2 separate regions of the Mus musculus genome follow, and region 2 is linked to region 1. Evidence: chromatin contacts called from public Hi-C data. All regions are on one chromosome and are shown on one strand. Each heading gives the region's core, a stretch centred on a gene start, on an enhancer-like site or on the middle of the called end of the contact. The rest is flanking DNA. Distances are from core to core; before and after follow the strand shown. Region 1 has its middle 39 kb from the start of Gm35894. Region 2 has its middle 11 kb from the start of Gm39032.

Region 1 (6,494 bases), core at 2,519-5,018:
GCAGGAGGCAAGGAGAAAGAGGAAGTTAGCTTCCTCTGCATTCTCTACCAGGCTCTACTGTTGCCTCCCACCATGAGGAGGGACCATGCACACTCGGAGACCATGAACTAAAATATCAGTCTTCCACTTGCCTTATTCAAAGGTATTGCCACTGCAAACCTGAAAAACTCTCAGAAACAACATATACACACTTTTTGTTTTCTTAAAATATAGAGATGCTCATCAAAAAAAAAAACTAACTAAAAAATAGACTCAAAAATATTGGCAGTGATGGCATTTTAATGACTTATTTTCTTCAATAATAACCATGTACAGTATTATTAAATTATTGTATCACAAAACAGGATGTGTTATAGTAGTATATCAAAGAAAATTATATATTAATATAAAATCAGGAAAGTTATTAAATATAACTTATAGAGAAAGAAAGAAAAAAACCCAGCTCTGACCAGACAAACACCTTTCATTTTCCAAGTGATTTAATGAGAAGTCAATTTGCTGGAGAATCTCAGAGCCATGTGTGTGGTTCCAGAAAGAAGGGGACGTTTCCAGTTAACTGTAGAGAAGTGACTAAGAAACATTATGATGTAAGAGAATTTTTGCCTGATCTTCTGAGATTCGGTACAAGAAGGTTACAGAAATCTCTCTGCTGTCAGGAAGACCTACTCTGCGGTGAGTTGCAAACAACCCCTTGTTATTCTTGGTAGGCCCAACTGTCAGTGTTCCCCATTGCATTCTCTGTGCAGTCCTTGCCTATATACATGTGTATTTGTTATGACAAAAGGAAAGTGGGAGGAGCTGTTGAGGATGGAGATAAATGGATCAGTGTAGCTCACCTATAAAATGAAGGAATGCTATCTCTCAGGGGTTGGTGGAGAAGATGGGGATATGGTTGTAATTAATAATATTTGGCAATGAATCATTTATCTTTTAAAGTTTATGCTTCATTGGGATAGTCAGCACCTTTAATGCAGGATGTTGACACAGAAGAAAGTAAGGGGCAATCCCAGGACTATGGCCACTGAATTCTGGAGGGTCAGCACAGCAGCACATACTTAAGCTAGACTGCTTGAGTTTAAGTTTCTTCCTTGTGAAATCTCAGCCAAGTTACTTAATTCCACCATGCCTCAGTTCGCCCCCCCCCCCATGTCAATTGGCATTGATAAGCAGCTCTTACTTCAAATAACTGTAACAATGCTAACACAATGTATTCAGGACAAGACTAGGACACAATCTCCTTGTAAACCAAGATGAAGGTTCTGGTCTCTCACTCCACTTAGCACAGATGAAATCCTGGCCAGTCTGTTTACATATCCAAGGTGCCTGCCGCCTGAGGTCCCTTGTTCCACATTGAGTCATGATGGACACACCCATCTCATAGATCTTCTTCTTCTTCTTCTCCCTCTCCCTCTCCCTCTCCCTCTCCCTCTCCCTCTCCCTCTCCCTCTCCCTCTCCCTCTCCCTTCTCCCTCTCCCTCTCCCTCTCCCTCTCCCTCTCCCTCTCCCTCTCCCTCTCCCTCTCCCTCTCCCTCTCCCTCTCCCTCTCCCTCTCCTTCTCCTTCTCCTTCTCCTTCTTCTTCTTCTTCTTCTTCTTCTTCTTCTTCTTCTTCTTCTTCTTCTTCTCTTACACCTCCTCTTCCTTCTTACACCTCCTCTTCCTTCTTCTCCTCTTTTTCTCCTCTTCCTCCTTCTCTTCCTTTTCCTCCTCTTCTTCCTTCTTTTCCTACTCCTCTCTTCCTCTTCCTCTTCCTCCTCTCCTCTCCTCCTTCTCCCCTCCTCTCCTCTTTCTCTCTTCTTCCTTCCCCTCCTCTCCCTGCCCTCTCCTCCCCCTTTCCTCCTTGCCTTTTCCTTTCCCTCCTCTTCCTCCTTCTCTTCTTCTAGTGCCATATTTATCTTCAGTTTCCTCAAAACTGAGTGCTCAGGATTTTTAGCCTACACATTTTGAGTCTCTAGATGTGTTTAGACTGCCACACTTAGCACACATGGACAGTGGAGCTTACCAGTGTTAGAATATTTGGGAGACCTCTTACAACAAGATATACCCCTTAGGGAAATTTGAGGAGAGATAAAACATTTTTCCCTAAGCACTGAGATGTTTTAACTAATTTATTAAAATGAATGTAAAATGGTTAGGGCTCTTATCAATTAAAACTCTATCACTGTGGGTCAGTGAGCTGACTCGGCTGCTAAAGACGCTTGTCACCAAGTCGGGTAAGCAGAGCAGGTATCCACTGGCACCACACCCACAGGGCAGACTGAAAGAACAGACTCCAATAAGTTGCCTCTGGTCTCCACATATTTACACAGCAGCTCACTCACCCACACGCACACACATACACACTCTCACACACACAAACTCACACTAAATCAATTTAATTTTTTAAAAGGCTATATCACTTGCTAGAATTATTTATGCTGCTTCTTTATAAAGACATTCTCATACCAGTGTAAGCTGCTATGAAAGACAGATTCCTGGTGCCTATTTGGTTGGCTTTCTTTCTTTCTTTCTTTCTTTCTTTCTTTCTTTCTTTTCTTTCTTTCTTTTTTAGACAGTTTCAGTCTCTTTGTGTACAGACTGAGCTCTAACTTAGTGTAATAAAAGTTGGTTTTCTAAGTCCTGATCCTCCTGCCTCTGGGCTCCAGAGGAACTAGAATTGCTAGCCTGCTGCACAGTTGGCCCACAGACTTCCACAGAGGAACGGCCTGCCTGATGGGTGGACTTCAGGGCCTGGGGACTAAACCCTTGAGGAGGTCAAGTCCCTCTCCAGGTCCCACTTCCATGTTTGCCTAGCAATAGGGCTGACAGCTTGTCTAGAATACCTCATGCTACATGGCATAGCAAAGACCACGGGGGTAATTTTGCCCTATTGTGACACTGGCAAATTTAAAAAAAAATAAAAGTCAAGGCAAGGTGGCCGCCATGCTGCCAATTAAATGAGTAACTCAAGTGTGTTTTGCTGGAAGTTACTAGATGGAGTTTCTAGAGATTTCTACTGCCAAGCAGTCCACCTAAATTTTCCTAGACAACTCCAAGCTATTCTTGAAATGTTTTCAGAATGGACCTTGGCAGGCAGAGCCCCCTTGGCTCAGCATGCCATCCCACTGCCTTCTGTATCAAAGGGGACTTCCTGCTGCGTTTGTTTACACCATTAAATTTCTTCCAAGTAAAGCCAGGAGAATTTTTCCAGGTGTTCACATTCCTAGAGGGTGGGGAAGAGGCTGAGAGCCCTGTACAAGATCAGTACTACTGCCTCAGTGCAACAACACAAAGATCTCTTTCACCACACGACCTCCTCTGGAGAGCTCTCTTTGGGGGCCCGCCTCAGAGCTCTGAAGGACCTTCCTCCGGACTCTGCGGGCACAGAGTCAACCGGTCACAGTCTGATCTGGGACTTAGAAGGATTTGGGGTGCATGTCATACTTCCAGACCCTTCTGATCCCATCAGGTCCGGGACCCAGGGCTAGTGGCCTGCCAGTCTCCCCTGCCCCCAGGAGCTCCGTCTCTTTAAAAGGGAAGCAGGGTCGATTCCAAGGAGCTACAGGTAGACAGAAGAGCTAGAACCCGATCTAGGGCAGGGCAGGTGAAGCTGGCAAGGTCAGCCATTCAGTCACCAGGTGGTGCATTTAATTTAAAAGGAGTGTTAACCTTGTTTATACAAAATAACACCAATATGGAGGGAAGCCGTAAATCCGTTGTCGTTAAACAGTGGGGAGCCGCTGGCTCTGGCAGCCTGCCCACCAGCGACGTGAACTCGGCTGGCACTGAGCGTGCAGGAGCACGGCCCGGGCGGGCTTGCCAGCCTAGCCAGAGAAGGCCGGAGCTGCTCCCTCTCTGCCCACCAGATGACTCTTCGCATTCTTGTCAAATATATTTAGAACAAGAGGTGTCCGCTTAAAGAGACGCATTTGTTAATCACTTAAATGCAGGCGTTTGGCCGCGAGCCAAGTTTACCTTTATAAATATGTAGGATCGGTTTCCAGCTAGGCAGACAACTCCTGGGTGAGATCTCCTCCCCCCCCCCCCCCCGCACCCTTCTCTGGGGCAAGCGTCTCCTCCAATCGACCTAAGGTGCATGTCCCTAACACCTTATTAATTTTGTAGCCGGCGGGGGTTTCCTGAGCCCATGCCAGTCTTCTATCTGAAAGTTAAAGGAGATAAACACACGCTGGCCCTGCACAGAGAGGAGAGCGGTGTTTCTTTAAGTAAGGAGCAGATTAGAGTTAAATTCCTGTTGACTGGAGAGCCGGTGTCCACATCCTTCTGTTTACCAGCAGCTGTCCCTGTTAATGACACTCTGATAACTCTAGAGCTGCCCTGGTCAGCGGTGGGTGAAGCAGATAAAGACGCCACTGTTAAACAGCCCAGACCTCCACTTCTCTCTCACTCCTTGACTGAAGAGTCAGTGAAAAGTGCCCAGAAGAGGCAAGCCCTGGGTGCCCTGGCATTTGCTCCCCAACTTGCGAGTTCATAGTCCAAAAGCCCTGGCTGTTCAGGCAGTCTACTGCAAAGCTGATGAAAATTCCAGCAGTGGAGACTGGAAGGGCAGGGTGGGGGCGGGGAGAGCAGCTGCCTAGCCGGGTCAGAAGGTCAGCCGTAGGCATCTTGGAGAACTCTCCTCCTCCTGGTTTAGTAGCAAGGACACTTCCCTGCCCCCCAACCCGACGAACAGAGATAGTTAACATCTCGGGGCCTCAGCAAAGAACCACAGCTGTCCTAGGGTCGTTAACCACAGGGAAGTCACGTTTAATATTTGGAACAATCGCCCTCCAAAGATTTTATTGTTGTAGGGGACTTTGCCCTGCACCCTGGTGAATACCCTTGAGTCTGCAGCCAAAACCGCAGGCGAGAAGATTAAAGAAAGGTGCCTAAAGTGACTTGGAAAGGTTAGTGGCAGTGTATGAGCTGGAAGCCAGCTCCCTATCTGTTATTCGTTCCAGGCAGACAAACAGATATTTAAATTTCCTACTTGAAGCAGGCAGACAGCAGCTCTCTAGCTTCTTCTTACACTGGGGAACCTGCCAAGCCCTCACCTGGCTCAGCTCCCAGCCTGGGTGATCCCTGGGCTTTCTAAGACCCACCTCCAGCCTGCTTAATTCCTGAATACAACCCACGTGAAGATCAACAAACGCAGAATCCCATAATCCCTTTCGTGCTCTAACCAGTGAAGCAGACATACCTCCAATCAAGGCCAGGCCTCGGACAAATTGATTTCTGCTTTTAGAAAGTGTAAATATTTTTGCTTCTTTTCACCTAATTTTTGTCACCTGAAGTATGCCCCTGATTTACTCCAGGAGATACTGAGGGGGTCAGGGAGGTAAAAGGTTAGCCAAGTAGGGTGAGCTGTTCAAAAGAAAAATGAGCTTACTTGGAGTCCAGGTGATTTCCTTAAGAAGGTCTAAAAAGGTCTTTGATATTATTATGAGACTAACAAGGCAGGGTATTTCTCTTTCTTTTTCTTTTCTTTTTTCTTTTTCTCTTTCTCTTTCTGCTTCTTTTTCATTTTCATTTTCTTTTCTTCTTTTTCTTTTTCTTTTTCTTTTCCTTTTTCTCTTCTTTTCTTTCTTTCTTTCTTTCTTTCCTTTTTTTTCTTCTTATTTTTTTCTTTCAAGACAGAATTCTTCTATGGAACAAAGCCTACTCCTGAACTAGCTTTGCAGACCAAGCTGGTCTCAAAATCACAGAGGTCCTATTGCTTCTGCTTTTGGAGTTCTGGACTTAAAGGCATGCTTCACTACCCCTGGGCTGAGACAAACTATTCTAATACACTGTCTAGGGCACCATAAGGTCTGTGATCCATATTTCCAAACTGTAACATCTCCACAAATATCTTTACACAAAACATTCTAAAATGACTCCTTCTTTACAATGTAATTGGATTATTGTCTTGGTGTGTGTGTGTGTGTGTGTGTGTGTGTGTGTGTGCTTGTGTGTGTATTCAAGTTTTCCTATGTGTGTGGGTGCATAACTGTGGAGGTCAGTCTCCAGTTTTGAGAAAGGTTTTCTCAATGGCTTGGAGCTCACAATTATTCGTGAGTCCAACCATTGTGCATGAGTCCAAGAACCCTCAGGCATCCAACCATCTCCACCTCTCTAGCACTGGAGGATTACGGTTACATACACTCCATGTCTTGCTTTTACTCAGAGGTTCTGGGGATAGAAGTCAGATTGAACTGAACCGCTTACTGACTAAGTCATCTCTGTAGCCCTAGATTGTTAACTCTTTATGGGAGATTTTAAATTAGCAGTTGCTAATGAGTTGACTCTTGTCTCCACAAAATTCCTAGCTGAGAGTGCAGAGCCTCCAGTCCCTCAGAATACCACTTGGCTAGGTTCCATTTAGAGATAATAAAGTTAAAGTGAGTTCATTACAGTGAGCTCTAATCCTAAATGACTGATATCCTTGTAAAAGGCGGAAATTTACAAACAGTTAAGCCTGAAAGGAGCCAAAGACACAGATTGCCTGCCCCCAGTAGCCCTTAGAATGCTACCCACC
Region 2 (7,367 bases), core at 4,149-6,648, 160 kb before region 1:
CTCTTTTGAGAATAACATTTTAGGGTCAGGTTCAATTTTAAAAACATAGAGTAATAGATTCAGAAATAGTTCTATGTAAAGAATGAGGCATCCAAAGAATAAGCAGAAAAACATCCTCAGAAACATACCTCAGTTTGTTCAGAGTATAACCCACTGCCAATCAAGGAGAACTCGCTACCATGCTTCCTCCAGTCATTGATTGAGCAGGATCCAGGAACTCCTGAAAATCAATTCTGTTCTTCCATCTCAAGCTTCTTGTGCCTTCTGACTACTCCTAAGGTTAGATGGTCTCCTCAGGGCCCCAAGCCCTTTCCCCTCGACCTGGAATGTTTTTATCCTTAGGAGATTCAGTTGGTGGTTTAGCATCCTTCAGGTTTTAATCTTAATGTGTCAGCCTCAGCAATGATGCCTGGCTCCATGGCTGAAGGCATCCTCCCCACCCCCACTCCACCCCCATCCCCCCTCCACTCCATCCTGACGCTTCTCAGATGCAACACAACCAGCACATCCTGGTCTGCTCCCAGGATTTAGTACAATGCAAGAAGTCCCATTCATTCCACTATGTTACCATCTCATCCCTAGCCACACACACTATGTCAGCCATGGATCTTAAGTATCAGCTCTTTTGACAGGTGAAGTCTGTCTGTACATACTTGACTTTGGTGGGGGATATAGTAAATTACTGCCCAAGTTGAAGCAGTTCTGATTTTTTTTTATTTGCATCTTTACAAATGATGGAATTCAAGACTACAATACCATAGTCTATTCTCTATGTCCAGTATTTATAGTATTTATAGACCTAGGTAAATGAGTGAATAGCTCTCGGATGACGTTTGTTTATTAGTGCTCATGGCTGTAATGAAGAATGATCTTTGATGACTTTAGTAGTATCTGTGACCTGCCAATAGGCAGCAAGGACACTAACTCCCATCCTTTGGCCCAGACAGACCCATTTCAGTTCTCACATAGGGAACAACTCCTGGGAATTAGAACAACTAAATCCCATACAATCCTCCATCCATGGCCATCAAGTAGCCGAGAAAACAAAGCAGACTCTTACCAACAAGGAATGCATACAAAAGACTGTGTACCTTAGTCATGAGTTCCATCCTGGGAAGAGAAAAAGGCAAAGGGAAATCGCAGTCGTAGGCAACAGTCTACTGTCAGGTACCAAAGTCAAGAATGTAAAGTTAGCTTTCCTCTTTCAAATGAGCAACCTGAAAAATTAACAAACAAACAAACAAACACCATGCCACACCACCCAGTGGTGGCCACATTTGTCACTGTAGTGGATTTATAGGCAAGACTCTTTTCCTCACACACCCTGGGGGGCTCCATTCTGGTGGCTCCTTCATTTTCTTTTGTGAGTGTGCTGCTGAGGGAGAGAGCTTTGAAATCAAGGGACAGGTAGCACAAATTCATAATGAAGAATAGAACTTTGGCTCATGGCGCACTCTGCATGACCTTCCTCGATAATGGTCCTGAGCTCCACCAGGAGGAACGCTTAAATGGCTGCTCTTCACTCTGACTTTGGAATAGCCCCCAAGTGCAGAGGCCTCCACTTCCCAGCATGCCTCCTTTCCATTCCTTCCCAGGAGCCCATGTTTTAGACCTTCCATAGTGGATGATAGTGACGTCTCTGAACTCACCCTTTTCAAACCTTGGCTTGTGAAGCTGGTGGTCCCCATAGTTTTCAAGTCCGCCCTTCCTTGGGGAGTTAGGGAAATAGAATAATGACCTATTCACTAGCCATGTTGGCTTATAAAGCCTTGGAGCCACTTTGCTTGGGACATGTATTAAGGAATAGGTTGATCAGTAGCCTGAGGCTTTCAAAAATCTCTCCAAAACACCAAAGAATTCCAAGTGGCCCAAACGTATGCAAACTACTTGTGTGATGCGAGAAACAACAGAAATCTTGTGAGCTGAAGGAGAGATACATCACTTCATTATTAAAAATCTGCAAGGGCTTCACATCTTGAGACACTCTCCCAACTGCATAGTGGATATGCAAGGAAGAAAAAAAAATCTACAAGGAAACTTGAAAATTACTACTATTCTCAAGGAAGATGCAAATCTAGGCCAAAAAGGCTCCTTATTACAGCCAGCCCATTGGAACCCTTCTAAAAATTCCACATCACATGTTCCCTTAACAAGGAGTAAGGGAATTGCATTAAGCTAAATTTATTTCTGCTCTAGTCTCCCAATGAAGCACTTTATTATTTTATTTTTTTTACTAACAATCTTTGGTATTTATTTTACAAAGTCATGAAAAATCAAGTGAATGAGACTTGCTGCTAATTGTGAAAACCTTTTTCTATACTGTTGGAGAAGTCTTAGTTCGATAATTTAACATGATGGCTTCCTCTTTCAAAAGGGTAAGCACACACAAGGATAAATGCCTCCTAGAGGTGAAGGTCGGAAGACTCCCAAGAAGTCCCATCAGTAGCACCTGGGACTCTACAAGAAGACCTTGCTTTATCATACAGAAGGACACATTGTTGAATTCTTTCTGTAATCCAAACTGCTTGAGTCCGTTCATAGGCTCTCCACCTACTAACTCTGGGGCCCTAAGATAGTGACAAGGCTCTCTACCCTCATTTTTGCCATCTGTAAAATGGGAGCAGTAATCTCAACTCAAGTTAAACTTTGAAGACTAGAGGTCTAGAGTTTGTGTCTAACAGGTGGAGGCCATTACATGATCCTTTGAAGCTTTCCCTCAAAATTGCAGTAGTTTTCAGTCTTCTGAGTTGTACATTCGTCTGAGTTGAATTCAAGTTCTTACTCTCCTGGGCTACATCATCTTGTTCTAACTGTTCGCAGATGAGGAATTTGGATTCAAAGTTAAGCCACAGTACCCAAAGGGACTTCTTTGTAGCAGAAATTGGCTCCAGTTATTAAAAAAAAAAACTCCCTTCCTGCCCAGGGTAGTTTTACCCAGGCAAGATTGTATGATACCCCAGGGTGTCCCAAGTGATCTCCAGAGATAGTGGAGAATTCTCAAATTATTCTTTAGGAAAAAAGACAGAGAGAAGAATTTTTAGAGCAATACATTTGGGTCATTGAATTAGCATGTATTCTATAGGGACATGACTCTTTGGTTAGGTGACAGTGCCAAATATGGAAAATACAGTGCCAAAAATCTCAAAAGATTAGGGACCCAAGAGCCTTGACGGGCTGTCTTGGCTTTTCATTGCAGGGACTTCCTCTCTGTGCAGTTTGGTATATCAAAGAGGCACAGAACACCAGAAAAAGCCAAAGACTGGTGTCATGTGTGTGCAAAACTGGAAAGACAAAAACCCTCTTACTCTCCTTTAAGGCAGTGGTTATCAGGTGAAGCTGAATGGATACAATGTGTTCAGATGGATCTGTATGGATACAATGCGTTCAGATAGATCCATGTGGGTACAATATATTCAGATAAATCAGTGTGGATACAATGTATTCAGCTCAGTGCCTTCTCTTTCTTGCGCAAGACGTTGGTTCAGAGTTCTTGGAGTTCACCCACAGAGATGGGCTCAAGGCCTGCTTACCAATGTCTAGTATGACTGCAGGCTAGGCAAAGAAACTTTGAGTTTCTTTCTGTGGATGTGTAGTCCCCTCTCCCTTGCCACACACTGCCCCAGATATTATAGACATCAATTTCCTAATTAAATTTGGGGAAACCATTCAAATGTCCCTTAGAAAGAAAAATGACTGTCTCTTACTCCAAAGATATAAAATTTTAAGAAATTGTAATGTAGCAAAATTAAAATGGAGAGAAAAACATGGAGATATTGGTTAGTTTTTTTTTTTTTTTTGAAAAAACTTTAGTTACTGAGTAAAAGAGAGGCAGGGAGAGGTGAGAGAAAGCTGGAGGAAGAGGGGTCAGAAAAGAAAAAAAATCTACTTTCCTCCAAAGGTCTCGTGTGTGTGTGTGTGTGTGTGTGTGTGTGTGTGTGTGTGTGTGTGTGTGTTTGTAGGGCAGAGAACAACTTTGAGATCCCTCAGGTACTGTCCACCTTGTGTTTTCTCTGTGGCCTAGATCGTGCCCTGTGGGTAGGCTGGCCTGCCACACCAGAACTCTGCCTGGCTCTACTTCCCCATGGCCAGGATTACCATGCAAATCCCAGCCACAACACCTAGCAGTGCTTCATGTGGGTTCTAGCAGAACTCAGGTCTCGTTGCTTTCCAGACAAGGACTTCCCTAAGTTGTCTCCAGTCCTCCTGAAGATACTTCTTAACTGCAGGGGCAAATCAACACCCTTAGTCAGTCATTTCAAACAATCAGGAAAGGAAAACACCACTAATTCCATTGAAAAAAGGCCACCCAGGGTCATTCTTTTTCTAACTACTGACCAAGTTCTCATTTAGGAAAGAACAAGAACACACATTTCTTTGTCAAAGGCAGAAACTTAAGTTCAATAAACACAGAGTGTCTCCTTGTGTCAAAAATAAGTGGGAACAACAGAAATTTTGGAATTATTCACTTAAGACTCAAATGCAAAGTACCAGATAGTCATTTACTAAGATCGTTTATTCCAGGTGAAATTTCACAGGAAAACCCGCTTCTGAGAGAGGATGAAAAGAGGCTGGTATGATGTGATCAATAGTGACTTCATACTTATGAAGAACCCTGGGCTTAGCAACTCAGATGCTTTGCTGCAGCTCAGTCTGCAGGAGTTGGAGCAAGTTGGGGGAACACTCATTTTATCTGCCTGCGGATTCTTGCATTCCCCCTAGCCAAGTCTCCAGCCTTCCTGGTTTGTGTCACAAGTTCAATTAGACTATTTAGACACCTTGGACATTCAAATTCTTTGTTTGTATATGTTTAAAATCAAGGGGGAAGAATGTCATGGAAGGCCACCAAATCCATGTAATTTACCCAAGAAATGAGTCTACTGGGTAAATACATACTGGGGACGTTCTAAAGTCTTATTTATTTACTTTACACACCTCAGTCAGTGGAATAAATAAATAAATACTGGAGCTGGGCACTCTGTGTTAAATCACTTCATGAAAATGCATGTGGACAGGAGATGTGTAAGAAGACCCCACCTCCCACACTCTCTATAAGGAGCCATTTACTTGGGGTGCCGAGAAAGGGAAGCAAATGGAACCATTTTATAGGGGGTAATTATCTGCTAGCATTCCTCACCCGCGGCCACTCCACTCGCCACCCCATCAAAGTGCATTTAGCATCAGCATCTGAAACTTGCCACACTCGTCTCCTTTTCTTTTCAAAGCCTGGACTGCGCCAAAACCATGAGCTTTGTAATTTGTTCCTTGTTCTGTCCATCCCCACCACGTCTTTTCCCAGAAGGCATCAAAAGACGTCAGCCGGGTCCAGCCGGAGTTGGGCAGGTTTTTCAAGGATGACGCTTCCAGGCTGTGGCTAGCTAGCTCTTTGTTCTGTTCTGGAGACCTGAGAGCAGAACCCTTCAGACACTTTATTGATCTTTCTCCCCCTTTGGGCTCATACAAGCTAATTGTACCTCTGTAGCAAAAACAATCTTATTATCATGTTAATTAGTGGGAGGGCTGTTGGGGTTTTCCACTTCATTACCTACTAATTTCAAGATAAATGAATCCACAGGTTACTGAGTAAATAAGGTCACCTATCAGGCATTGTAAACGTGTTTGTAAACAGGGCGGGGAGACTCTAGGAAAAGTGTTTGGTTTTCAAATAAGTGGGCTGGGTGGATTTGGTTTTAGGACGGAGGTGGGACTCCCAGAGGTGGCCCTGTTCCTGAACTCATTTGTGTTGGAAAGGGAGCCTTTGGGGTCCACCTGGCTTCCCACCGAGCCATTTCCTCCAGGGCTTCAAAGGGCTTTTTGTCGCTCCATTCACTCCAGGCCTAGGGCTTTGCGGGGGCTGCAGTGGAGAAAGCACGAAGTGAAGTTTACCGGGGGCGGGGAGGACTTTCAAAGGGGAGGTCGGTGGGGGGTGGACCACAAATCACTCAGTTCTGGCCTCTCTTGCGTTTGGAGCTTTTCAAGTCATTTGGATTAAGTGGGAGAGTTTAGTTATGAGGGAAAATAAGAAAATGAATGTGGATTTTCTTTCTTTCTCTCTCTCTCTTTCTTTCTTTCTTTCTTTCTTTCTTTCTTTCTTTCTTTCTTTCTTTTTTTCTTTCTTTCTTTCTTTTTCCAGATTTCATTAAGACTAGAGAATAGGAATATGCTAAAAACCTTGGTCCACTCTACTGAAGACTTCTCTTGTTAGTGGTGGTAGGATGGGCTTTATTTACTCCTTTAATAGAGGGTTTTAGGTAGACTGCACTCTACAAGCCAAGGTATTCTTTTTCCTTCTGATTTGCCATTAACTTAAAGGAAAAAGGGAAGGGGGATAAAAAAGAAAAAGTTTTCTATTTTTACCTACCCAGTGTTCCCGCCTGGAATCCTTCATGTTCTATTTTATTTGTGGACCCTCCAGAGGCCACACCTCCACCAATCTAACTGCCATCTGAAATGTTGAATTCTCCCTTCTTATTTTTTTTAATTAAGATAATAAATTGGTCTTAAATTATCCCTGAAATCAGACCAGTGTTGATTACAATGGGGCTCACGCTGTGACAGCTCGTGATGATGCTATTTTTATTCCTTTTCAACGAGATCTTAATCTCTCCCTGCGTGTAAACAAATTGTCACAGTAACCTTGTGCTCTAATCTATAAAGCATTGGAAGATAACAGATCAGCCACGATTTCATCAGCTCCCCAGCCAGGGGACAGCCCTTGGCTTACACAGGCTGGGGCATCTCTGCATTGTAAGGGAATGACACATTTTGAGGTATTCCAGGAGAAGCTGCCCAGAAAGCTGTGGAGACAGTTTGTGTGGCCCTGCTGGAGTGCAGAAAATGCCAGGTCAGGTCTCTGTCTGGTTTCAGGGGAGAAATGTGTTTCCTTAAAAGAGAGAGAGGGAGGGAGAGAGAGAGGGAGGGAGGGAGAGAGAGAGAGAGAGAGAGAGAGAGAGAGAGAGAGAGAGAGAGAGAGAGAGAGAGAGGACTGTTCAGGAATATGAGGCAAGAGAGGGCCATAGAAAGGGCCCACAGACCAGGACGCCAGAGATACAGATGTCAGAAACAGCTTAGAAATGGGATAGAAAAGACAGAAAAAATAAAATAAAAAGGCTGAGGAGATGTGGAAAGGGGGTGGTGGTGGTGGTTGGCTAGCTAGAGGAAATGATCAACCAATCCACGGAGGGAAACCCATCTCAAGGCTGCTTCTGTGACAACTTTATTCCAAAGGTGAGTGAGAGGGGGCTGAAGAGAGAACTTTCTTAGCCATTCCAAAAGGTCCGTGTGACATCCTTCCACTCTGAAAGACAACTTGCAGAGAATCAACCAACAATAAGAAGCATCAGTCAGTGAGTGGCCCACCTGGAGAACCC

What was found. Hi-C and Micro-C count contacts between places; a contact is called where the count stands out from the background.
Region 2: a contact with region 1 is called in a Hi-C map of uterus. The contact joins two enhancer-like sites. A contact is called at or near these places in 10 of 484 Hi-C or Micro-C datasets (embryonic stem cells, liver, stem cell-derived neural progenitor cells and 1 more).

What each region holds. Positions count from the first base shown.
Region 1 is chr7:70,622,780-70,629,273 of GRCm38.p6, reverse strand. No RefSeq gene overlaps it. Among named protein-coding and RNA genes, the nearest start is that of Gm35894, 39 kb to the right of the region's middle. Within about 2 kb of position 3,768, at least 104 of the 459 cell types and tissues checked have an H3K27ac peak or open chromatin away from gene starts, as enhancers often do. A contact at or near this core is called in embryonic stem cells and uterus, where this site is marked.
Region 2 is chr7:70,787,487-70,794,853 of GRCm38.p6, reverse strand. No RefSeq gene overlaps it. Among named protein-coding and RNA genes, the nearest start is that of Gm39032, 11 kb to the left of the region's middle. Within about 2 kb of position 5,398, at least 40 of the 459 cell types and tissues checked have an H3K27ac peak or open chromatin away from gene starts, as enhancers often do. A contact at or near this core is called in embryonic stem cells and uterus, where this site is marked.